3 separate regions of the Mus musculus genome follow, and regions 1 and 3 are each linked to region 2. A link is a contact called in public HiChIP or PLAC-seq and promoter capture Hi-C data. All regions are on one chromosome and are shown on one strand. Each heading gives the region's core, a stretch centred on a gene start, on an enhancer-like site or on the middle of the called end of the contact. The rest is flanking DNA. Distances are from core to core; before and after follow the strand shown. Region 1 holds the start of Svopl (SV2 related protein homolog (rat)-like). Region 2 has its middle 61 kb from the start of Gm33429. Region 3 has its middle 14 kb from the start of Trim24.

Evidence for each region. Promoter capture Hi-C pulls out the DNA fragments that hold promoters and counts their contacts. HiChIP or PLAC-seq counts read pairs in DNA pulled down with a chosen protein or histone mark.
Region 1: a contact with region 2 is called in a promoter capture Hi-C map of liver, with 9 times the contacts expected there. The contact joins the promoter of Svopl here to the enhancer-like site in region 2. A contact is called at or near these places in 20 of 39 promoter capture datasets (the 3T3-L1 cell line, 3T3-L1-derived adipocytes, the C10 cell line and 12 more), 2 of 15 datasets of contacts at CTCF or cohesin (CD8 T cells and pro-B cells), 17 of 484 Hi-C or Micro-C datasets (CD4 T cells, CD8 T cells, bone marrow-derived macrophages and 7 more), 17 of 115 datasets of contacts at active chromatin or transcription factors (differentiating embryonic stem cells, embryonic basal ganglia, embryonic fibroblasts and 10 more) and 5 of 9 other capture datasets (adipose tissue, embryonic stem cells, liver and 2 more).
Region 3: an H3K27ac HiChIP or PLAC-seq map of embryonic stem cells shows a contact between it and region 2, with 23 read pairs. The contact joins two enhancer-like sites. A contact is called at or near these places in 9 of 39 promoter capture datasets (the 3T3-L1 cell line, 3T3-L1-derived adipocytes, the C10 cell line and 4 more), 2 of 15 datasets of contacts at CTCF or cohesin (the NIH/3T3 cell line and large pre-B cells), 55 of 484 Hi-C or Micro-C datasets (the 3T3-L1 cell line, the AML12 cell line, B cells and 35 more), 30 of 115 datasets of contacts at active chromatin or transcription factors (the 3134 cell line, PVALB interneurons, T-cell acute lymphoblastic leukemia and 19 more) and 3 of 9 other capture datasets (adipose tissue, embryonic stem cells and liver).

What each region holds. Positions count from the first base shown.
Region 1 is chr6:38,045,594-38,049,369 of GRCm38.p6, reverse strand. It overlaps Svopl (SV2 related protein homolog (rat)-like), which reads left to right and starts at 2,374. Exons shown (of 16, transcript NM_177200.4): 1 at 2,374-2,452. It overlaps Atp6v0a4 (ATPase, H+ transporting, lysosomal V0 subunit A4), which reads left to right. Exons shown (of 21, transcript NM_080467.3): 21 at 287-887. The coding sequence ends at 380.
Region 2 is chr6:37,590,328-37,594,540 of GRCm38.p6, reverse strand. No RefSeq gene overlaps it. Among named protein-coding and RNA genes, the nearest start is that of Gm33429, 61 kb to the right of the region's middle. Within about 2 kb of position 1,975, at least 120 of the 459 cell types and tissues checked have an H3K27ac peak or open chromatin away from gene starts, as enhancers often do. A contact at or near this core is called in 3T3-L1-derived adipocytes, CD8 T cells, adipose tissue and 12 more, where this site is marked.
Region 3 is chr6:37,854,603-37,858,802 of GRCm38.p6, reverse strand. No RefSeq gene overlaps it. Among named protein-coding and RNA genes, the nearest start is that of Trim24, 14 kb to the left of the region's middle. Within about 2 kb of position 1,407, at least 13 of the 459 cell types and tissues checked have an H3K27ac peak or open chromatin away from gene starts, as enhancers often do. A contact at or near this core is called in embryonic stem cells and stem cell-derived epiblast-like cells, where this site is marked.

The DNA.
Region 1 (3,776 bases), core at 1,125-3,624, 450 kb before region 2:
GCATAGCCTCATGCACTCACTCACAGACTATCAAATAGTGTGTTGGGGTGGGGGAGGGGCACATCCTTGCTTGAATGGAGGCTGTGGAAATTCATGGTGTGGGGGAGAGGTGTGCTGCGGCCTGTGAAGTCTGGGGAAGAGAGGTGGGAGGAAGACTCAAAAGAGGTGGTAAGGAGGCTCAAAAGGTCATCTGGTTCCCATGGTGTTCTGCGCCTTGCTCCTGCCTGCCTGCCTGCTTCTAGCTGGCATTTCAGTCTGCTTTTCTTGCTCTTCCCTATCACCACAGGGTGGAATTCCAGAACAAGTTCTATGAGGGGGCTGGCTCCAAGTTCTCCCCCTTCTCCTTTAAGCACGTCCTGGAAGGCACAGCTGAGGAGTAGGTCTGTCTGTATCCTGGTGCAGGCGACAGCTGAAGAAGCTCTCACTCTTGTCTCTGACATCAGCCCAGGCCAGGTGTCCCATGCTGCAGTCCTTCTGAATGGCTGTCTGCAGTGTGAAGCTGTGTATGGTGCAGTATTTAACAGGACTTAGCCACCTAACTGAGGGGCTACTTTGGTGAATCATTCGGACTTCATGTGTAGTCTTCATGATCAAATACTAAAATAACTGGGAAACGGGGGGGGGGGGGGGGCGGACATGACACTTGACCACCATCTTCCTGTGATAGTTTATTTTTATTTTACTTCCTTTCTGTTTGAGACAAGGTCTCTCTAGCTTTAACTGTTCTGGAAATAACCACACGGCCAAGGATGTCCTTGACTTTGAACTCAGGTTCCTCCTGCCTCTACTTCCCAAATGCTGAGATGACAGGCAGGAACCCCCTCACCTGAAGTTCCTGCAGTATTTCAAGTGTTATAATCATGAAAATAAATGTCTGCTTTATTCACTGTTTAAGATGTCGTTATTCCAAATTAATCCTTAACATTTAGCACCAGCATTTAAAGGCCAACGCCAAGGCCGAACAATGGGGTTGCACAACCTAATCCCCAGGGCAGGATTAGTTTGTTTTCCCTTCTCTTCCCCCTTGTCTTGGGCTTAGCATTACAAGTTGAGGGACTCTCAAATATTGTCACCCCACAGGAGGAAGCACAGCTAATGCCCTCTGTGGGAGAGGGAGGCCCAGCCTGGCTCTCTGCATCGCTAAGTCCTGAGAAATGAAACATGACCACATGACATCATGCTTGGGGCGCTGTTTATTGTCAACACACACTGTGCTGGGGTAACTGGAGCAGGAGATGCAGGCATGGTGAGCTATGGGAACAGTGTACAAAGGCGGAGACTACCTCATAGTTGGGGGACTGAGAGCCCAGAACCAATGTATTAGGATCCCTGGACTGGTGTTCCCGCAAGTGCCTGAGGAAAGTGTGCACTGGTCTTTCTAAATGGCCTGAATCCAGGTGAAGACCTGCCAACTCTATCGAAACCCTAGAAGTAAGACTAAGTCACATTTGTAATGCTCTACAGTTGACTAAGTCCTTTTTACATAAAGAGCTGATTGTATTCAAAATTTCCTTTTAGATGGGAGTATGCTTGCATGTGTTAGTGTATACAGGTGCAGGCACATGTCTTCCATGACACTTATGGAGATTAGAGGACTACTGGGTACACCAGGCTCGCTGGCCTGTGAGCTTCCAGGGAAGTTCCTGTCTCTGACTTCCATCTTGCTATAGGCACAGTGAGATTATAGACTCACACTACTGTGCCTGGCTTTTACATAGCTTCTGTGGGATTTGAACTTAGGTCCTCATGCTTGTGTGGTGAGCACTTTATCCACTGGCCATCTTCCCGAAGCTTGAGAATCTTATCTTTTAGACCCCATCTGCTGACCTGTGTCAAGATTGACTGGGGTTGATAGAAGCAATGCCCAAATCTTCTATGAACTTGGCAGGGAGAATAATTCCATTTCTTGTCCAATGATGTACATGATGAGGAACGCAAACACAGGCACATTTGGCACATAGGGGGCTCTCCACCTCTCTAGACTATAGAAGAGGGATTGTAAGACCTGGGCAGTGGAGGGGATGCTCAAACCAGTGACAGCTGACAGAATAGACCAGCTTTAAGTGCCTTTGAGAAGCCCATGGCTCTCCTATTGCCACGACCCTCTGGGAGTTTTAAGTTCTCAGTGCTGGTGTTCTTCTGGTCACCCATCTAAAGAAGGCACTCGGAGGCTTGGCAGCTTCAATCTCTCTGAGAACACTGTTATTTTCTCTTTAACAAGGGATCCGGTGAGGGCTGTTTTGGAGGGGGTGTGACCTCAGAACGCCAGGTGGCTCCTTAATGAATCCAGTCTGGAGAAGTGAGATGAAAGGAGTGGGGGGAGGGAAGGGGCCAGGCCGCTCTAAAAGGTGAGTTCAGAGGAGAGAGGCCCCCAGTGCTGCCAGAGGGCTGTGGGGAGACAGCCAGCCAGCGCACAGGGACCTGGAATCGGAAAGTTCCAAGGAACACAGAGGTGAGAAACTTTCAGGCAACAGGCTGTTTTTACTGCTGCTGTTCAGTGTAGGGAGGGGAGCTGACTATTTGTGTGTGGCTGGAAGCAAATGGAGTGCGAATTGTTTTTTTAAGTATTTATGTATTGTATATGTGGAGGTATATGTGTGTGTGTGTAAATGTGTGTGTGTGTGTGTGTGTGTGTGTGTGTGTGTGTGTGTGTGCATGCACATAGGCTTATGCCCTATGCACATTCCCAGAAGTCAGATGAGGACCCCAGGTGCTCTCTGTATCCCTGTCCCCTTACTCCCTTGAGAAAGAGTCTCTTACTGAACATGGAGCTCTGCTGGCAGCCAGCGAAACCCAGTGCCCCTCCCCGCCCTGCCCTCCCTGGTGCTGTTATAGAGGGCCACAACCATACTGGCTTTTTATATGGGTTCTAGGAATTTGAAATTGGGGTCCTTATATAAGTATTCTCCCAGCCCCTTATTGATGATGCTATAAAACAATTGCATCACACATCAATAAAAAAGATCTATAGGGGCCCAATTTTTTCTGGCTTCTATTCAGTATATCAAAAGACAATAGAATGAAGTTATCAGTCTTCTGGGAGTTTGGTTACTTGGGGCCCCTCCTGCACTTTTGAGTGGCAGAGTCAACCCTTAATCTCTCCATGTCTATCCGTATCCCCTTCTCTGGCTGTTTGAGGGGCATGCCTTGCATCCTCACTTCAGTGTTTGAGGAAGAGCTGTCTGGGATGCTAGTTCTTTTCCTTGTTTCTCTGGGTTAGTTTGGTTTAGCTTCTGCCCTGTCCTCCCTCTTCTCCTCCTTTCCTCCCTCCCTCCTTCCTCCATCCCTTCCTCCTTCCCCTCCCCTCTCTTCTTCCTCATGAGACCCTCACCTACCTGAGGAGCTGTTGGCAACGACCGATGGCTGTTGGGGAAGGAGAGTATTTAATGCACTACAGAGTCCATTGTGTAATTAGATGCCACTACTTCATAAAAAGTTACCAACTAGAGGATGGAGAGATGGCAGAGGGAAAGGGCTAGCTCGTGTAAGCATGGGAGCTGAGTTTAGATCCCCAGTACATACGTAAAAAGCCAGTATATGAGGTAGCATACACTCATAATCTCGGTGTTGAGGAGGCAGAAACAGGAGGATTACGTGGGGCTCACTGGCCGGCCAGTCTAGCCTAAGCAGTAAGCTCCAGGCCAAGGAGAGACCTTGTCTCAAGGGTGATGGGTGACATTCCAGAGGATGACACCTGAGGTTGTTCTCCATGTTCCACATGCACACAAATGTCTGGGGGCAAGGGGTGAGGGAAGGCAGCTCACAAGGAGTTCTCC
Region 2 (4,213 bases), core at 726-3,225:
TCCAAAAGCAAGAATTAGGGCTGGAGATGTGGCTCAGAGGTTAGAGCATTGCTGCTCTTCCAGAGGACTCTGTTCAAATTCTGGCATCCACATGTTGGCTCACAGTCATCTGTCGCTGCAGTTCCAAGGAATCTGACACCCTCTTCTGGCTTGCTTGGGTACCAGGCACATGTGTGGTACACGTGCGTACATGTATGTGCAGTCAAAACACACATACACAGAAAAGAAAAGAAATAAATCTTAAAAAAAAAATAAAAATAGTGATCCCTAGAGGGCTCTTCATTGCTGGAGAAAGAGGATAGGCAGTCCGGCATTTTGAGTTACACCTGGCTTCTTATCAGATACCCACGTACACACCTCGATGATCTCTATTGTTTACCTGATAAAAATAAAGCTAATACTCTCTGACATCCACAGAACTCTTATCTTCAGCTAGCTTTCCCTGTGGCCAGAGCTTTCCTTTTTGTAATGTGTCTGATCTTTGTGCTTGAAGGGTGTAGGCGAGGCTTTGGGTAGAGGTGGTACTGTGGCCGGGTGGTAGATGAAGGGGCTCAGGGAAGCTCTTCTGTCTGTCAGTGTGGAGAGCTGCTGTGTTACTCGGGTCCGCAGAGTCTCTGCTGTCTCTGTGTGTGAAATCTGACACTGTTCCCCGGGTGTGCATGAGCACTCTTTGTTCACAGCCCCTCCTCCACAGTGAAAAAAAAAAATCCTCCTAGCCCATGATATATAAATCATAAATAGACCTGTATGGTATTATAACTTGGATCTTGCCTCTGTTCCATTTGTTGTGATTTATGTCTGCTCTTCTTTTCCTCTTTATTATCTCCTTAATTGTAATCATTTTTTTTTGTTGTTGTTGTTCAGTTGCTCTGCATTTTATTTTGTTATTTCTCTTAGGAAAGTCTACTTGGCTTTAATAAGGGGAGCATCACTTAACTGAGAACAAATGAGAACATATAGCTTGAGCAGTATCTGATTTGTGAAAGAAATCTGTTGATAGAAGAGGCTCCAAGGTTTTCAGTTTGTAGTTATCATTTTTCTTGACTTGCTGGTTACACTGGGTTAATATTGTATTTAATACTGGATCACACACACACACACACACACACACACACACACACACACACGAAGAGAGAGAGAGAGAGAGAGAGAGAGAGAGAGAGAGAGAATATGACTAAGACTATCTGGAATTTTTGTTTTCCGGGGATTGTAGCTTTGAAACTGGTGACGTGAAGCGATTGCAAAGAGAGCTATAGCTATTTAGGGATGATATTTGGGCCCTGAAAACTCTACTCTGTGCTTTTCCCATGCGCAGGGTAGAATAAATTCACGAAGCTCCTTCACTGTTTCTTCTATAGAAGTGGCCACCATTCAGGGTTTCCTCCGTCCCTTTATAGATGCAAATGATCTGCTCAAATCATCTATACAAAGTGAAAAGGCCTCCTCAAATCCAATCCTTGAAGGAAATCTCCTTGAGAGTTAAATCTCAAACAAAGGAAGAATAGACCAGGGCTTATTTATCTTCTACTTGCTTTGGGGATTCCTAGGCAGATCGTACAGAAGTGAAGAAAAAAAGCTTAGGGCTATACAGTCTTTCCTCTGCTTTTCGTTTCTTCCTCCTCTGTGAAATGCAGTAGACAGGCTCGCCCAGAGGCAAGAGAGCCCAGCGGTTTCTAAACCTGAACTAGAGGGCAAAGCCTAGTAGTACTGTGAAGACCTTTGTTCTCCATTACGAGAAGATTAGAATCCAGAGGAAACTGTGTGAATGTGTGAGCGTAGGCAAATGAATAGTAATTTTTCCTTATGGGAGGCTTAGCAAGCAGGATGTAGAAGGCTTTCCTTTCGGAGATTATGAGAAATCAGACTTGAGAAGGATCTTTTCCCATATTCTGCCTCCTTTTGAGAAGAGGGCGTTTGTTATTCACAGTGCCCGAGCTAAAACAAAGATAGACTTGGGCTCCCCTAGTGGCCTCCCCTGACCTTTGCTCTTGAGAAATCCTCCCTTCCCCCATCAAAGGCAGCTAGCCTGCCAAGCACCAGTATTCTACAAAACCTCTCTTACCTTGTAAAAATGTATGTGTGAAGGGATTCAAACTCTACCTGGTAAAACTTTTGTTTATGCACAAGACCTGCTAAATCCCTGGAACGGATGGATTGGACAGTAGCCCGTCCCTCTCTTCTTTCCTTTGCTTCCTTCCTGCAGCTTTCCAAATTAGCCAATCAGAACTAGTCTGCGAGGTTGACCGCCCAATCGAAGAGAAATAACCAACTGTCGCTGCCGCCTTTCTCTAGGGATGACCATCAGGCTCCCGTGCTGGCCCTGTTCGGGATGTGATGCACTCTCTTTGCAAAAGGAAATCGCCTTGGAGTTACTTCCTCACTATTCATGTGATCCTTCCTGCAACATTGAGATTATTCTTTTCCAACACTCAGTCTTTCAGACTTTTAAAGTCAGATGAGGAGCCTTCTGGTCAGCGATGATGGAAATAGTGGTGTTCCTCCAGTTAGAGTGGAGAAAGAGAAGAGAAAAACTCTAAGAAACTGCCACGAGCAAATGAAGGAATTTGTGTACTGGGGTTGTCGTTATACTCATGATAAAATACTTCAGTAGACACATTTATGTCCTTAGGTCAGAGGACAGTTCTGTGCACTCAGTTCTTTCTTCTCTTTAAGTAAATTGCTGGCCTAAAAATGTTATTAAAAGCAACAATGGAGCAAAAAAGACTGGAAACAAATAAACATTTTGGAGAATATCATTCCCCAAATTGAGAAACAACGGAGGTTTTGCTTGTGAATCACTGGATATATCTATCCACGATCTTGCTCAGTATCATAACAATTTGCACATGCTTATATAATTTGAGCATGTTTTCATGTTACTGAGCATGCTTTTTCTAGAACCGATAATGCGACTGATAATATCGCCTCAGAACGGCTGGCATCCTGGTCGAGGATTACCAAACTCAATTTCTTCTTCCCTTCCTCTCCTTCCTCCTTTTCTGCTTATGCAGAAGATTAAAGCAAGGTGAAGGGGCCTGGGGCTGGGACAGGGGTGGGACCTGGTGCTGGGGCTGGGACAGGGTGGATCAGGGCCGGAACTAGGGGTCGGGGGTAGGACTTATAAAATACTAACATGTGTGAAAAACACATGATTATTAAATCAGCTTTGTCAATGAATTATATACAAATATACCATGGTCCTCCTACTAGATTTTTTTTTAATGGAGTAATAGGAAATTGAGTTTTGCATCATATCATGTGTGACATTTCTCTCTTCCCACATGCTTATGTAATGCTAGCATTCCTCAAGGATCCCAGATAAGAACAGTTTCATCAGGAATCTCTTATTTACAGATTTCTTTGCAAAAGATTTTCTTTCTACTCTTTCCTTTTGTAAGCGTTTGACAACCTAGTTAGCAATCGTCATGAATTAAAACAGTTCAGATCAGAAAGCTCATGACTTGAAACAAGATGCTCTAGGGCTTACATCTGTAACCTGACATGTGGGAAAGAATGAACTTGCCCTCATAGATAAACACGTGACAAGTACTTTCATACTTCCGTGTTTCTGACAGTAATACATTCTCACTAAAACGGTGAAAGCTTCAGAAAGCAGAGAGACGAGAAATCTACTCATTTTCTTACAGCTGCTAATAGTGTAATTTTTTCCTTTTCAGCCTATTTTTCCAAGTGGGTGGTCTCAGTTTCATCCTTATGATAATCATTATACTGCACATACATGGTGAAGTCTTAGTTTTTCAGGGGACCTCCAAATCATAGTTTGATTCTTTGTTTTAATTTATAATTTTGATCTCAAGTAGAATCCTTAATCAAAGCAATGCTCACTTACAATATGGCCGAGCTAACAGACATTGAGGGGGGAAAAAAACCTGATTAAGGAGATGTGCTGAGTTGCAGCTCAAACCCAAAGCCTGTTAGGGAATTTAAGGGAGCAGTTTGGAGAATATTCATTTCCATTTTCTTCTCAATAGCAAAGAGTGCTTTTGGCAGCCAGGCTTGTGATATACTGCCAATCACCACGGGCAATGGCTTGCAATTAACTTACAAAATCTCAGAGCTTTTGAGTAGCATGAAAGGAAAAGGCTAGTTTATGATTTATAAATACTTGGTTTGTTATTCTCATGGCAGACACCAAAAAATATTGCTGCATATGTTGAATACTATTTATTTGGAAGATTGCTGTGAAGAGCCA
Region 3 (4,200 bases), core at 158-2,657, 260 kb before region 2:
CAAGCACGACACTCATTTGAACTATACCTGGGACTTTCCAGAGGGTATCAGTCAGTACATTCTAATTATTTTTTACTCAAGTTTGTTCCTGTTAATGGAGAATAGAACTTGGCCTAGCCTTGACCGGAGGCAGGAGGGGGAAGCTGTAAGGAGGGTTTGGGACTGGAAAAGCCCTTAGGGTCCCTCAAAACCCTGTCTCAAAACAAACAACTAAACAACTAAACCAAAAACGAACAAACAACAGAAAGAAAGAAAGAAAGAAAGAAAGAAAGAAAGAAAGAAAGAAAGAAAGAAAGAAAGAAAGAAAAGAAGGGAGGGAGGGAGGAAAGAAGGAAGGAAGGAAGGGAAAAAACGCATCCAGGAACTAGAAGAACGAGGAGGTAAAGAGATTGATAGCACTCCCTAGAACGACAGGGTCTCACTATGTAGCTCTGGCTGTTGTGTCATCCAGGCAGGCCTTGAACTCATGGAGATCTGCCTATCTCTGTCTCCCAAGCTCTAGGATTAAAGGCATGAGCCACTATAGCCAGCAGGATTGGATGTTTTGTAGTCCAGTCCTATCTAACCATCGTAGACCTTAAGAATATATTTACAACACAATATTATTCACAATAAAGTTTCTTCTTCACCACAGCTAGGAGCAGCCATGACATTTCCTTTCCTTTTTATTTCTTTTTTCTTTATTCACCCACCATCCTTTTCCATGCTAGAGCAGGTAGCTAAACCTCCAGAACACACTGCTTCATTCATTTATGATGCATTACAAAGATGAAATCTCAGGGAGGTCAGGCGATCATGGGAGGTGTGGTTGCACAGGGGGCACTGTTCCCCCAATACTTGTTTTGTTTTGTTGCCACCCCGGAAGCTCTCCAAACCTTATCAGTTATAGGTTTTTATGGAGGCTTCATTACACAGGTGATTAAATCTTTGTCCAGGCTGAATCCATTTCTGGCCCCTGTCCCTTAACAGAGGTGGTGGGGCGGGGAAAGTACCAATTCCCCTACTAGGTGTTTACCTTGAAAGAGCCCTAGGTGACTCTCACCTATGCATGGAGGAAGAAGCTCAATATGAATAACAGAAGGCTCTCAGTACTCATCTATCACTCAGGAAATTCCAAGGATTCTGATGCAGCGTCTCTGAAAGCCACCAAAGCCAAAGGTATATTAGAATAAAATATTCTCCCTTTATCTCTGTCATTCAGGACCTTACAAGGGTGTCAGGAACTGGGACAAACACAAGTCCTGGTTAATTATTTTATGTCAATTTGTTAGAACTAGAGTCTTCGGGGAAGGGAGAACCTCAATTGAGAAAATACCTTCATCTTGTAGGCAAGTGTATGGGCATTTCATTGTTTAATGATTGATGTGAGAGGGAATGGTCCTTGGCAGATGGGCCTGGGTTGTGTAAGAAAGGAAGCTGAGCAGGCCGGTAAGCAGCCTTCCTCCATGGCCTCTGGCCTCTGCTTCATTCACTGCCTCCACTCTCCTGCCTTGAGTTCCTACCCTGACTTCTTTTTCTTCCCCAAGTTACTTGGATCATGGCCTTTTATTACAGCAATATAAAAATAACTAAGACAACATTGTGATGAGAAAAACCAGGAGCAAACACAGGAATGTTTCAATGTGAAATTTTTTTTATGGCTAGACTAAACTTGCAATCTCACTGGAAGTAGGAGTGAGAAGTAGCCCTGACTAAAAAGCAAGGGAACCTTTTATAGTCAGGCTCTGTCTGACCTTTGATTGCAAAAGCAGCATTTTTTTATTTTTATTTTTTTTGATTTTCGAGGCAGGGTTTCTCTGTATAGCCCTGGCTGTCCTGGAACTCACTCTGTAGACCAGGCTGGCCTTGAACTCAGAAATCTGCCTGCCTCTGCCTCCCAAGTGCTGGGATTAAAGGCATGTGCCACCACCGCCCGGCGCAAAAGCAGAATTTTTGCAGTTAGTAAATTAGTTAGCTATTTTTATGATTATGGGAAAAGATATATGTTATGGTGTTATGGTCAGCCAGTTCTTGTAACATATAATAAAACAACAGAAACAACTTAGGACATGTAAATCACAAGATTATAAAGGAAGAACAAGTAAAAAGCACACCAAACGAACAAAACCAACAAAAACAAACAAAAAACCAGGCTTGGCCTTTAATCCCAGCACTCGGGAGGCGGATTTCTGAGTTCGAGGCCAGCATGGTCTACAAAGTGAGTTCCAGGACAGCCAGGGCTACACAGAGAAACCCTGACTCGGAAACCAAAAAAAAAAAAAAAAAAAAAAAAAAAAACCACAAGCTTGGACATGATTACAGAAGAAACACCACAGGGAACTACATAGAAATAAAGCAAATTTTTTTTTTTTTTTTTTTTTTTTTCAAGACAGGGTTTCTCTGTATAGCCCTGGCTGTCCTGGAGCTCACTTTGTAGACCAGGCTGGCCTCGAACTCAGAAATCCGCCTGCCTCTGCCTCCGGAGTGCTGGGATTAAAGGCATGTGCCACCACGCCGGGCTTAAAGCAAATTCTAACACTATGTTTCACTAAAAAAGGAGGAAAAATGGAGTTAGTTGGCCCTTAACAGACAAAACAAATTATGTGTTTCTTACTATATGTATGTCAAGCTCAATTCCATTAGATCCATGCCTTCAAAAGAGGAAGACAGATAGAGCTTTCCTCCTCTCAGCAAACTTGACAACATCAAGGAAAGGCTACATGTGGCCTGTGGGAGGTCTACACACCAGAAAGAGAACCTTTCAGAGGTATAATTGGACAGAGCCTTCAAATTGGACTTGTTAGTGTTAGCATTTTGTCTAAGTTCAACCCCAAGTTACCTGGCAATAGCCAGGTATGCTCTGCCCCACAGTTACCTGACTCACTATAAAAGGGGCTGTTTGTCCCTCCTCTCTCTCTTGCTCTTGCCCTCTCTGTCCTTTTACTCCTTCCCCCTTCCCCATTCTCATCTCCCCTCTCTCTCCACGTGCTCATGGCCAGCTTCTACTGCTCTACTCTCTCTCCTTCTCTGCCTTTCTCTGCCTCTACTACCCTCTTAACTCCCCTCCCCATGCCCTGAAAAAAATATTCTATACTATATTGTTGTGTGGCTAGTTCCTCAGGCAAAAGGGATGGCTCAGCATGGGTGGAGGCACCCCTCCCCCCATACCTCACCACACATCCATCAAAACATATCCCTCTGCTTTTTATCTTTTTATAAACATATCAGTTAGCCTCTATAGGCCTGTGAGAAATGGATTTCTACTGTTGAAGACGCCTTATCTGTATGATTTCCTGTAGCACCATTAAGAAATAGGAAGATGCCCAACAATATACATAAACATCTATATGTTTATAAAAATTAATGCGGATGATTTTCTATGATAAAGTAAATTTTGTTAAGTCATGGTGAGTCTTTCAGATACAGTGAGTGTGTGTATGTGTGTGTGTGTGTGTGTGTGTGTGTGTGTGAGAGAGAGAGAGAGAGAGAAGTGTGTGTGTGTGTGTGTGTGTGTGTGTGTGTGTGTGTGTGTGTGTATGTGTGCATATGCTACAGTCTGCATATGAGGAGCAGAGAGGACAACTTCCAGGGATTGGGTTCAGTCGTTCCAATATGTGGTTCTGAGGATCAGTCTCAGCTTGTCGGGTTGGTGGTGAGCACCTTCAACTGCCCAAATATCTCACTATCCCTCCATTTGTTTTAATTAAATTATGGACTAAGCTGGTATAGCAATTGCATTAGCTTAATCTATACCCAGTTTAGTTCTCTTCCATATAACATGGCCCAAGGTAAGTCTGCGACTCTACTTCTCAATTAGTCAAGGCAAGAGATTCCTTCCAGCTTGTTGTCCACCATCCTATAAAACATCGCCCTGAATACGTGGCCAACTTTGACCAACCAGCACCATTGCAGGCAGGCCTGCTGCTGCCTGCCACATACACAGAGGCTGGAGACTTTATTTTTAAATTGTGATTTGTTCAGAAAAACATTGATCTGGACCTGTTTCCCTCCCGGGGTAATCCTTTTCTCATTAGAAGGTTTACAGAGGACCAGAACAAAGGACAACAATGAGGCTCGGTCTCCTGGCCAGGCGAGAGAGATGCTTCAGTGGGTAAAAGTGAGTTTCATCCCTGAAACCCTTGGTAGGAGAGAACCAACTCCAGAGAGTTGACCTCTTGCTATTAGGGGAGTCCCTTTGCGGTGAGTGGGTACCAGGAAAAT